Regions from separate parts of the Ovis aries genome. Here region 1 is linked to region 2. The links are chromatin contacts, called in public Hi-C maps. All regions are on one chromosome and are shown on one strand. The core of a region is the stretch at or near the end of the contact, and the rest is flanking DNA. Distances in the headings are between cores, read along the strand shown.

Region 1 (4,828 bases), core at 1,962-4,461, 570 kb before region 2:
GGAACTAGATCATTCCATAGCACAGTGCTAGGCTTGTGGTCAGTGGCCATTCATGCTTTGAGTTTTTTTACATTTGTTCAGTTGAACTGTTTCTCTATACATGTGAGAGTATGTATAAAGTTTTGTCTATACATAGAGAGAGTCTAAAGAGTTGTGGAACTCTTTCTTCTCACAGATGTTGGCCCCAGTGAGTGTGAACTATTCTTCTTAGTGGTGGCACCCACCTTGTCACAGGACCCCTTGAGGTCTGGAGGCTCTGCCTTGTGGTGTGCTGGCATCAGGAGCCAGAATCTCAGAATCTCAATCTCCACAGTTCTGCCCCCTTTTTGAATGCTTAGAATTTTTATTTTTTATTGTTAGGCAGTGATAACCACAAAGCAGACATCCTTTTTCAGAAGGCTAGATATGGAGAGGAAATTCTCCAGCTGAGGCATCAGTGGACATATGGTTCTGTTTACACTGACAGAGGTAAGCCAACAGGGCCTCAGACTGACAGCTCCATAATCCGCCTTCTGAAAGCTCCAGGCCTCAGAGGCAGCTCCTAGCAGAGCGGAGTGCCAAGGGAGCTGGCCTTGTGAGAGTAGGAAGTCTTGGTGGCCACTCCTGGCGGCTCTGGGTCATTCCCACCCTCTGTGCTCCACCCTGTTACCATTCTTCTGAGAGGGGAATTTAGAAATGACACACCGCAATCTATAAGCTGACTGTTGAGCTGGGCCAAGGTGAAGCTGCGTTTACGTCTAATTACTCTTTGTGGTCTGGCAGCTCCCGAAGCATGACTGTCCGTTTTGTTCTCCATCGCGTTGGTCGTCCACCTGATGACTGGAATGTCAGTCTTGACATAAAATAGTATGATAATGGCATTGGCCAACCATTGTATCATATGATTTTGGCTTTTAGCTTTATGTGAAATGTCTGGCATTCACTGGGAGAGAAATGCCAGCTCAGACACATATCTTATATATATTTTTTTCACATATCTTATATTATCTAAGGCAAAGGCACAGATAAAGGGGTAGAGCTTTGTAAGACCTGATACTTGAATGAATGTAGTTCAAAGCAGAAATAACAGCAGTAGCATCTTTTGAAGCAATATTTGGTAGGTAGATTCTCTACTTGTATAAGCAAAGCAGAAATAGAAAACACTGACCCATGTTCAGAAACAGAAAATTCTTAAAAAGAAACATTGGTCTCTAGCTTATAAGTTAGAAAGTGTTGCCAAGGTTGTCTTTCAATAGCACCTGCTAGTATATTATCTTCTCTGATACCAATGAGGCTGATGTCCTCACAAAGCTGATGGACTTTTCTAGGAGTCTTTTCACAACTGTGTTTTTCTGATGTTTCTTAAGGTGGCCTTTCTTACTCCTTTATTCTTCAGCCTATGGTGATTTACATGTGCCTTATTCTGTTTTATTACATCTTGTAGTCTGAAAGGTTTCTGCCTATTTCTTCTGAGTGCTTGGAAATAGAATGCTTATCAAGTTATTTCCCCATTTACAAAGCAGGCCCCTTGTTGAATGAGAATGAAGTGATTAAAATGGATGATTGTGAATACTTAAATGTACTCTTCAGAGAATTTATACAGGAACAAAATAAAAAGAAAACCCCCAAAATTTCTAATTTAAAATTATTTTTTCCTTTCAATAAATACTTCATGCTTGTAGCTGTCTTTATTACAAAGAAATAGATCAGGAGCCAACAGATCTGAGTTCTTGTCCCAGCACTGGCAAATAGTTCATGTGCAGGGTCTCCATTCCACCCGCCATTCAGTGAAGGAACTCTCTATTTTTATGAGGAAAACATCTTCAAAATAGCTGGAATGAATAAAGTACTTTATTTCCTGGAGATTCGCAAAACACTATCTCTTTGCTGTATATAGCAGATACTGTGATGGTATCTTATTGCATATAAAGTCCAAATTCTCTAGAATGGCATCTAAGCGTCTTTGTATTCTATTCCTAAAGTGCCTTTCTACATCACTTCTCATTGTCTTCTTGGACTTTTTATTTTGCGAATACTGTAGACTCTTTGCTGATCCTTTATCATACCATGTACTTTCTTGACTCTGGGCCCTTGTTATTGCTGTTCCCATTCCCACCTCTCTTTCTTCACAAACCAAAGGCCTACCTACCTTCAAAACTCAACTCCAATGTTTTCTTGTTTGTGCAGCTTTTTAAAAATTAATTTTTATTAGAGCATTGTATATGTGCTGCCAAAGTGAGCACTTTATTGGAGCATGGTTGCTTTATAATACTGTGTCAGTTTCTTGCTGTACAGCAAAGTAAATCAGTCATACATATGCATACATCTACTCTTTTTTACATTTCCTTTCCATTAAGGTCACTACAGAGCACTGAGTAGAGTTCCCTGTGCTATATAGTATGTTCTTATTAACTATCTAGCCAATCCTAAAGGAAATCAACCCTGAATATTCATTGGAAGGACTGATGCTGATGCTGAAGCTCCAATACTTTTGCCACCTGACACGAAGAGCCGACTCATTAGAAAAGACCTTGACACTTGGAAGGATTACAGGCAGGAGGAGAAGGGGCTGGCAGAGGATGAGATGGTTGGATGGCATCACTGACTCAATGGACATGAGTTTGAGCAAGCTCCGGGAGATGGGAAAGGACAGGGAAGCCTGGCGTGCTGCAGTCCATGGAGTTGCAAAGAGCTGGACACGACTTAGCAACTAAAGAACATTAGTTATCTATCTTATAGTAATACATAGTAGGAGAAGGCAATGGCACCCCACTCCAGTACTCTTGCCTGGAAAATCCCATGGATGGAGGAGCCTGGTGGGCTGCAGTCCATGGGGTCACTAAGAGTCGGACACGACTGAGCAACTTCACTTTCATGCATTGGAGAAGGAAATGGCAACCTACTCCAGTGTTCTTGCCTGGAGAATCCCAGGGACGGGGGAGCCTGGTGGGCTGCCGTCTATGGGATCGCACAGAGTCGGACACGACTGAAGCGACTTAGCAGCAGCAGCAGCAGCAGCAGCAGCAGCAGTGTATATATGTCAGTTCACTGGGAAATTTTTGGGTATCGGAAAACATAGGGAAGGCAAAAGATCCAGAAATATTGTCCTGGGCAATCAAGGACAGCAGCAATAGAAGAGGGAGACTTTTTCATCCCCTTGTGTAAGAGCTGAAGTGCAGCTCACCTAGAAAAAGGATAAATTGCCACTAGATGACGCTGTTTCCTCATTAGGCAAAGGGATTTGTCACTGGGGTGTCCAGCACCACAGAGCCAAGAGTGCTGGCCTTAGGGCCAGGAATCTGCTTCCAGCTCGGCCTCTCAGGAGAAGGAGGCCTGGAAGGAAAAGACTTCTGAGTCTGGCCAGGATCTTTCATTTGTAAAACAAAAAATTCCTGGATTGGATGATGTCCGAAGTCTCTCCAATTACTTTAAATTTTTTTTTCATTTTTAAAAATCAAGCCTCAGCAATGTCTTTATGTAAACATACTCGTTGAACAGACATACCAGTTTTTCTTTAACTAAATCTCATTTGTATGCTTAAACTCGGTAAAAGATATGGGGCAGGAATCTAATAAACAATGGTGCGCCTGTGTGGATTGGGAGCCTTCCTGGGCCCAGACAACATTTCTCCTGTTTAAGCTTATTTCTGTGCTCAAAGACTTACAGAGCTAGAAAGACTCTTAGAAAGTGTACATTTCTAGCCTTTACTTTTCATGTCTAATGCCTAAGCATAAATTTCTCTGGGGGAGAGAATGGTGGCATTGTAATCTTTCCCATTATTAGTCCTTTTAGGGGCCGTAGCTCTGGATGTAGGTACCTATTTTCCAGGTCAGCTCTGAACTGCATTCTCTTTGGTATTCTATTCAATATCACTCGTGGGTTTTGAAGCTCTGCTAGGACTTACTGGATCATGGAATAAAATGAATGACACAGAACACCTAGCTATTGTGTTTGAGCTTCTTTCCTTGCCTACTCTTGGAACAGGGCTCTATGAAGCAGTGCTTTGCTCTGCGTTTGCTTCACAGGTGTTCAGTTAGGTGGAAGTTAAACTGCAAGTCCAGAAGATTGTGGTGGGTCAAGTGCTATAACTGTGTCCATCCCTTCCCCCCAAACCCAGAGGAAGTGCCCAGCTCCAAGGTTTTGTCTCTTTACCATAAGTGGAACCCAGATCATTTTAATGCACAGAAGTGCTCACTTTTCTTGGTGAGTCCTCAAGGTCATTGGTCTGCTGTTTCCTACAGTAATAGTAACAATAATTTATCTCTTGTAAACAAAATAGCATACCCTTAACCTACATACTGCTGTTAAAACATCATCCCAGTAGGACAAGGGAGTTGCTGACTGTGAAGGAGAATTGGCAAAATAGGGCAAATGAAACAAGGTTTGAAAACTCAGATGTTTTAGTCTCTGTCTTATAAATATCAGTGAAATAGCTTTCTACCTGAGAAAGATGATGGATTTCAATTTTATTCTTCCATTTTGTTTATATGTCTTAATGAAGAAGTTCTTAGTAAATATTCAATAAAAAAGAGACATGAATGCAGTGACTCCTGAATCTACCAATGACCCCCTTTACAGCCTCCCTGTGACCCAGCAAGTCCTCTTACTAGATCAGTTCAGGCTCTGTGTTCATAGTTAACAACGTTTCATTAGGGATGAAAAAACACTTTGCCTTTGCTTCCAAACATGAGTTGAGCTTTGATAGGGCTCCAGCAGGGAACAGCTTTCTCTTTTTTATCCTTTTGATTCCCTGGTGTGTAATCTTGTCTTTTGAAATAGTTGCAATCAGAACAAATTACCAAAAGAATGGGGAAGGAAAAGATTTCACAGTCGCCCTGGGTATTTTTTC
Region 2 (4,235 bases), core at 1,257-3,756:
AGAAGGACAGGACAAAGAGGCTGGGTGCCAAGGATGACTTTGTGAGTCACGTTTCCTGTCGTCCTGGGCTGTCTGGGTAGAGCACTAGACCCCACTGCCCATCCTGAATTTCAGGCATCTAAATTCATGTTTCTTTCTCAACAGATGGAGATTAAGAATCATGTCTTCTTCTCCCTAATTAACTGGGAAGATCTCATTAATAAGAAGATTACTCCCCCTTTTAACCCAAATGTGGTGAGTAGCTCTCTTGGGCATGTATGGAAACCCATGGGCTTCTCTTTTAAGTCAGAGTTGATGGCACTGGTGAGGGTGGGGGGCCCCCCCCCCCAAGGAATAAATTGGCATATATTTTATTCATAAACCATTATTTTACCCACAGAAAAAGTAGAACTCCTATCTCAATGAAGCTCACATAATTTTTCAACACATTTATAAATTAAAGTAGCGAAAGACAGAAAACATGACCTTCATAGTTTAAACTTTACGTGCCCTGTGGGTTTTGTGCTTGAAATGGTTTGTGATGGTCCCTATATAGCACCTAAAGCTTGCACAAGAATTTCCCTGCCTTGTCTTCCCTGTGAATTCTTGACATGGAGCATGTTTTGTTTTGTTTTCCTCTTCCTGCAACAGAGCGGACCCAGCGACCTGCGGCACTTTGATCCTGAATTCACCGAAGAGCCGGTCCCAAACTCCATCGGCCGGTCCCCGGACAGCCTCCTCCTCACAGCCAGCGTCAAGGAAGCGGCTGAGGCCTTCCTGGGCTTTTCCTATGCACCTCCCATGGACTCTTTCCTCTGAACGGTCTTAGGGTTGGTTGCAAAGGATTTTTTTAGTTAACCTTTTGGCAGAGCTGCCAGCTGACAGGACATCGTAAAAGAGAATTTGCACATCCCTGGAAGCTTGCACATCTTGGCAGTCTTATTGCACAGTTTGCTGGAAGCTTTTCGAAGAGCACATCCTCCTCAGTGAGCTTGTGAGATTTTCCTCTTTATTCTTCCTTCCAATGTGGTGCTATCTCTGAAATGAGCAGCAGAGGGCCGCCCGAGACAGATGCAGTGGTCTCATTGGCAGGCGGCCGCTGGTCTGAGAAGGAGCTTCTGGAGGTCTGTCCGGGCCACGATAACGAATCTTATGAAATGTGCCTTTTCTGATGAGATCGTGTTAGCTCCAAAGCTTTTCCTGTTGCTGAGTGTTCTCGTTCTCTGTTTCTCCCTGTGGACTCCCTGTGTGATCCGCCGTGTGAGTGTGGTATGCTTGCTCACAGAAGGACTCAGTTATATGCATCAATGTGACGCTTGCAGGACACTACAATGTGGGACATTGTTTGTTTCTTCCATATTTGGAAGATAAATTTATGTGTAGACTGTTTTTTTGTAAGATATAGTTAATAACTAAAATTTATTGAAAATGGTCTTGCAATGACTTGTATCCAGATGCTTAAAGAAAGCATTGCTGCTACAAATATTTCTATTTTTAGAAAGGGTTTTTATGGACCAATGCCCCAGTTGTCAGTCAGAGCCTGGTGTTTTCATTGTTTAAAATGTCACCTATAAAATGGGCATTATTTATGTTGTGGTTTTTTTTTTTTTTTTGCATTCCTGATAATTGTATGTATTGTATAAAGAAAGTCTGTACATTGGGTTATAACACTAGTATATTTAAACTTACAGGCTTATTTGTAATGTAAACCACCATTTTAATGTACTGTAATTAACATGGTTATAATATGTACAATTCTTTCTCCCCTCCCTACCACACACCTTTTTGTGTGTGTGATAAACCAACTTTGGTTTGCAATAAAACCTTGAAAAATATTTACAGAAATTGTGTCATGTGCGTTATTTTATATACTTCAGTTAAGGGAACAATAGTAGATCCACTTAAAATCAAAAACCATGGTAATGCTGCTGTGATTGACAGTGGCTTGCTCCTCCAGAAGCATCAATCTCTGACTCCAGAAGAGAATCAGTCAAGTCACTTCAGTCGTGTTCAACTCTGTGCGACCCCATAGATGGCAGCCCACCAGGCTCCCCTGTCCCTGGGATTCTCCAGGCAAGAACACGAGTGGGTTGCCATTTCCTTCTCCAATGCATGAAAGTGAAAAGTGAAAGTGAAGTCGCTCAGTCTTGTCCGACTCTTAGCGACCCCACGGACTGCAGCCTACCAGGCTCCTCCGTCCATGGGATTTTCAATAGGGCAGTCTTAAAGTCTTTTTTTTTTTTTTTCAGGCCACACTGTGCGGTTTGCAGAATCTTAGTTCCCTAACTAGGGATTAAACCTGTGCCCCTGGCAGTAGAAGCTCTTGAGTCCTAACCACCGGACCACCAGAGAATTCCCTAAAGCCAATTTCTATCTGAGGGCTTTACCAGCATTCTGTGATGTCAGTCATTATCCACAAATCCATCCGAACAAATCCTTGTCCATTTAACTGCCTCAAGGACAGTCATGAAGTAATGTTCCCTATGTTTATTGCCTGCCCTGTGAAGTTGGCTGTTTGTCTCGACCTTTGTCTTGTCTGAAGTAACAGGTAATTCTTTAACAAATACTTGAGTGCCTTCACTGGGCCAACTATTCCAAGTACTGAAGATAAAGCAAGAGCAAAGCTGACGCATCTCTGCCCTTACAGAGCTTGCTGGGAAGGGCAGACTTGGTCAATAAAGCAGTTTGTTGAAATGGAAATCAAGATAATAGTCTGCAAGTCTAGGAGAATGCCACTAAAGAGGATGAGGATAAGTGGTTCTGTTCCCAAAATGCTGAGCCGGCAGGACTCCTGGTTCCTGAGAGTAACCAGAGCCGAACTGAGTCCAGTGTCAGCTCCGAGAAGGAGCCTGAAGGGACACATCCCTGACTTGGATCAGAAGCCTCTGGAGCTGGTATGCACCCGGCACTGCCTGGGCCCACCTGTATTCAGCCCACTGGAACAGTTCCTGTGGGAGAAGGGAGAAGAGCACTGCAGGAGAGCATCATCTTGTACACAAGCTGTTTGGACTTTTTCTCTTTTCTAGGCCTTCCAGAAATTCCTCGCATACACGGGATCCTCCAATAGTTGGTCTTGCGGCTGTAGGCCTACTGCACACGCTTTATCTTGACCTCTCAGTTTGCACAGGGATTTCTCTGGGGACAGTTGTTTTCCCTTTTATCATGGCTCTTCTATCTTGCTAAAGGGTAGCCCCTGATCAAGCTCTGCATCTGAGTTACGGCTCTTCCGTCCAGACACTAGCTGCATTTTAAACCCCTTACCTACCGCAAATGCCAAAGTCAACCACATGCTTGCTAAGTCACTTCAGTTATGTCCAACTCTGTGACCCCATGGACTGTAGCCCATCAGGCTCCTCTGTCCATGGGGATGCTCCAGGCAAGAACACTGGAGTGGATTGCCCTCCTCCAGGAGATCTTCCTCATCCAGGAATCAAACTTGTGACTCCTGTCTCCTGCATTGACAGGTGGATTCTTTATTACTAGCGCCACCTGGGAAGCTCAAAAGTCAACTATAATGATAAAGAAAATCTAAAAAGTCCTAGTAAAGATTGATCCTAGGCCTGACAGAAAGGCTTTCTGTGTATCTTCCCCTCATTCTCTTGATGAATAACAGTTAAGAGCGCCTCGATGAAAAATAAGTACTTAAAACATTTTTATCTTAACATGAGTCTTTCAGCTGGCATTCTCCCATCTAATTAGACATAACTCAGAGGAGCTCATCATGGATTACAAAGCTTTTTAATCTTTTGAGGGTAGAAATGTGGCTTCTGGCTTCAGTCAGTTGCTATGTAAGATCTGATATACATGGCTGGAGAGCAGATAAAGCCAGATGAGACCCGAGTGTTGTCACACAAACAGGAGGAGATTAGATCAAACACAACTGGGTGGGAAGGGAACAGGGCCAGAACAGGGAAGTCCAGAAAGAACAAAGGATCAATATATTAAAAAAAAAAAAGGCAAATATTTACTAAACACTATGATGTCAAGCAGTACATGTGCAGAAGTATCTTTTATCTAGGGGTGTGGGATACACCTTTGTCAGCATTTGAAACTACATTTGAGCACGATGGTGGATAAAAGGAACAATTCACTTCTCCATAGGTTTTCAGCTGTGTAGCCGCTCAAATATGGATTTAGGGGGAATGTATTCAGCTAAGATTCCTGCAAATTGAAGTGGGATTTTGAAACCACTGCTACCGTGAAGATAACTCAAGTACCATGCTTAGGAAATTTGCCATCTACTTGGGGCACCCACC

What was found. Hi-C and Micro-C count contacts between places; a contact is called where the count stands out from the background.
Region 1: a Hi-C map of liver shows a contact between it and region 2, with 4 times the contacts expected there. The contact joins two enhancer-like sites. A contact is called at or near these places in 12 of 16 Hi-C or Micro-C datasets (blood, hypothalamus, liver and 6 more).

Annotation. Positions count from the first base shown.
Region 1 is chr8:60,146,089-60,150,916 of ARS-UI_Ramb_v3.0, reverse strand. No RefSeq gene overlaps it. Among named protein-coding and RNA genes, the nearest start is that of ALDH8A1, 120 kb to the left of the region's middle. Within about 2 kb of position 3,211, at least 15 of the 54 cell types and tissues checked have an H3K27ac peak or open chromatin away from gene starts, as enhancers often do. A contact at or near this core is called in hypothalamus and liver, where this site is marked.
Region 2 is chr8:59,573,607-59,577,841 of ARS-UI_Ramb_v3.0, reverse strand. It overlaps SGK1 (serum/glucocorticoid regulated kinase 1), which reads left to right. Exons shown (of 14, transcript XM_042253494.2): 12 at 1-41; 13 at 145-234; 14 at 631-1,824. The coding sequence ends at 798. Among named protein-coding and RNA genes, the nearest start is that of SLC2A12, 84 kb to the right of the region's middle. Within about 2 kb of position 2,506, at least 9 of the 54 cell types and tissues checked have an H3K27ac peak or open chromatin away from gene starts, as enhancers often do. A contact at or near this core is called in hypothalamus and liver, where this site is marked.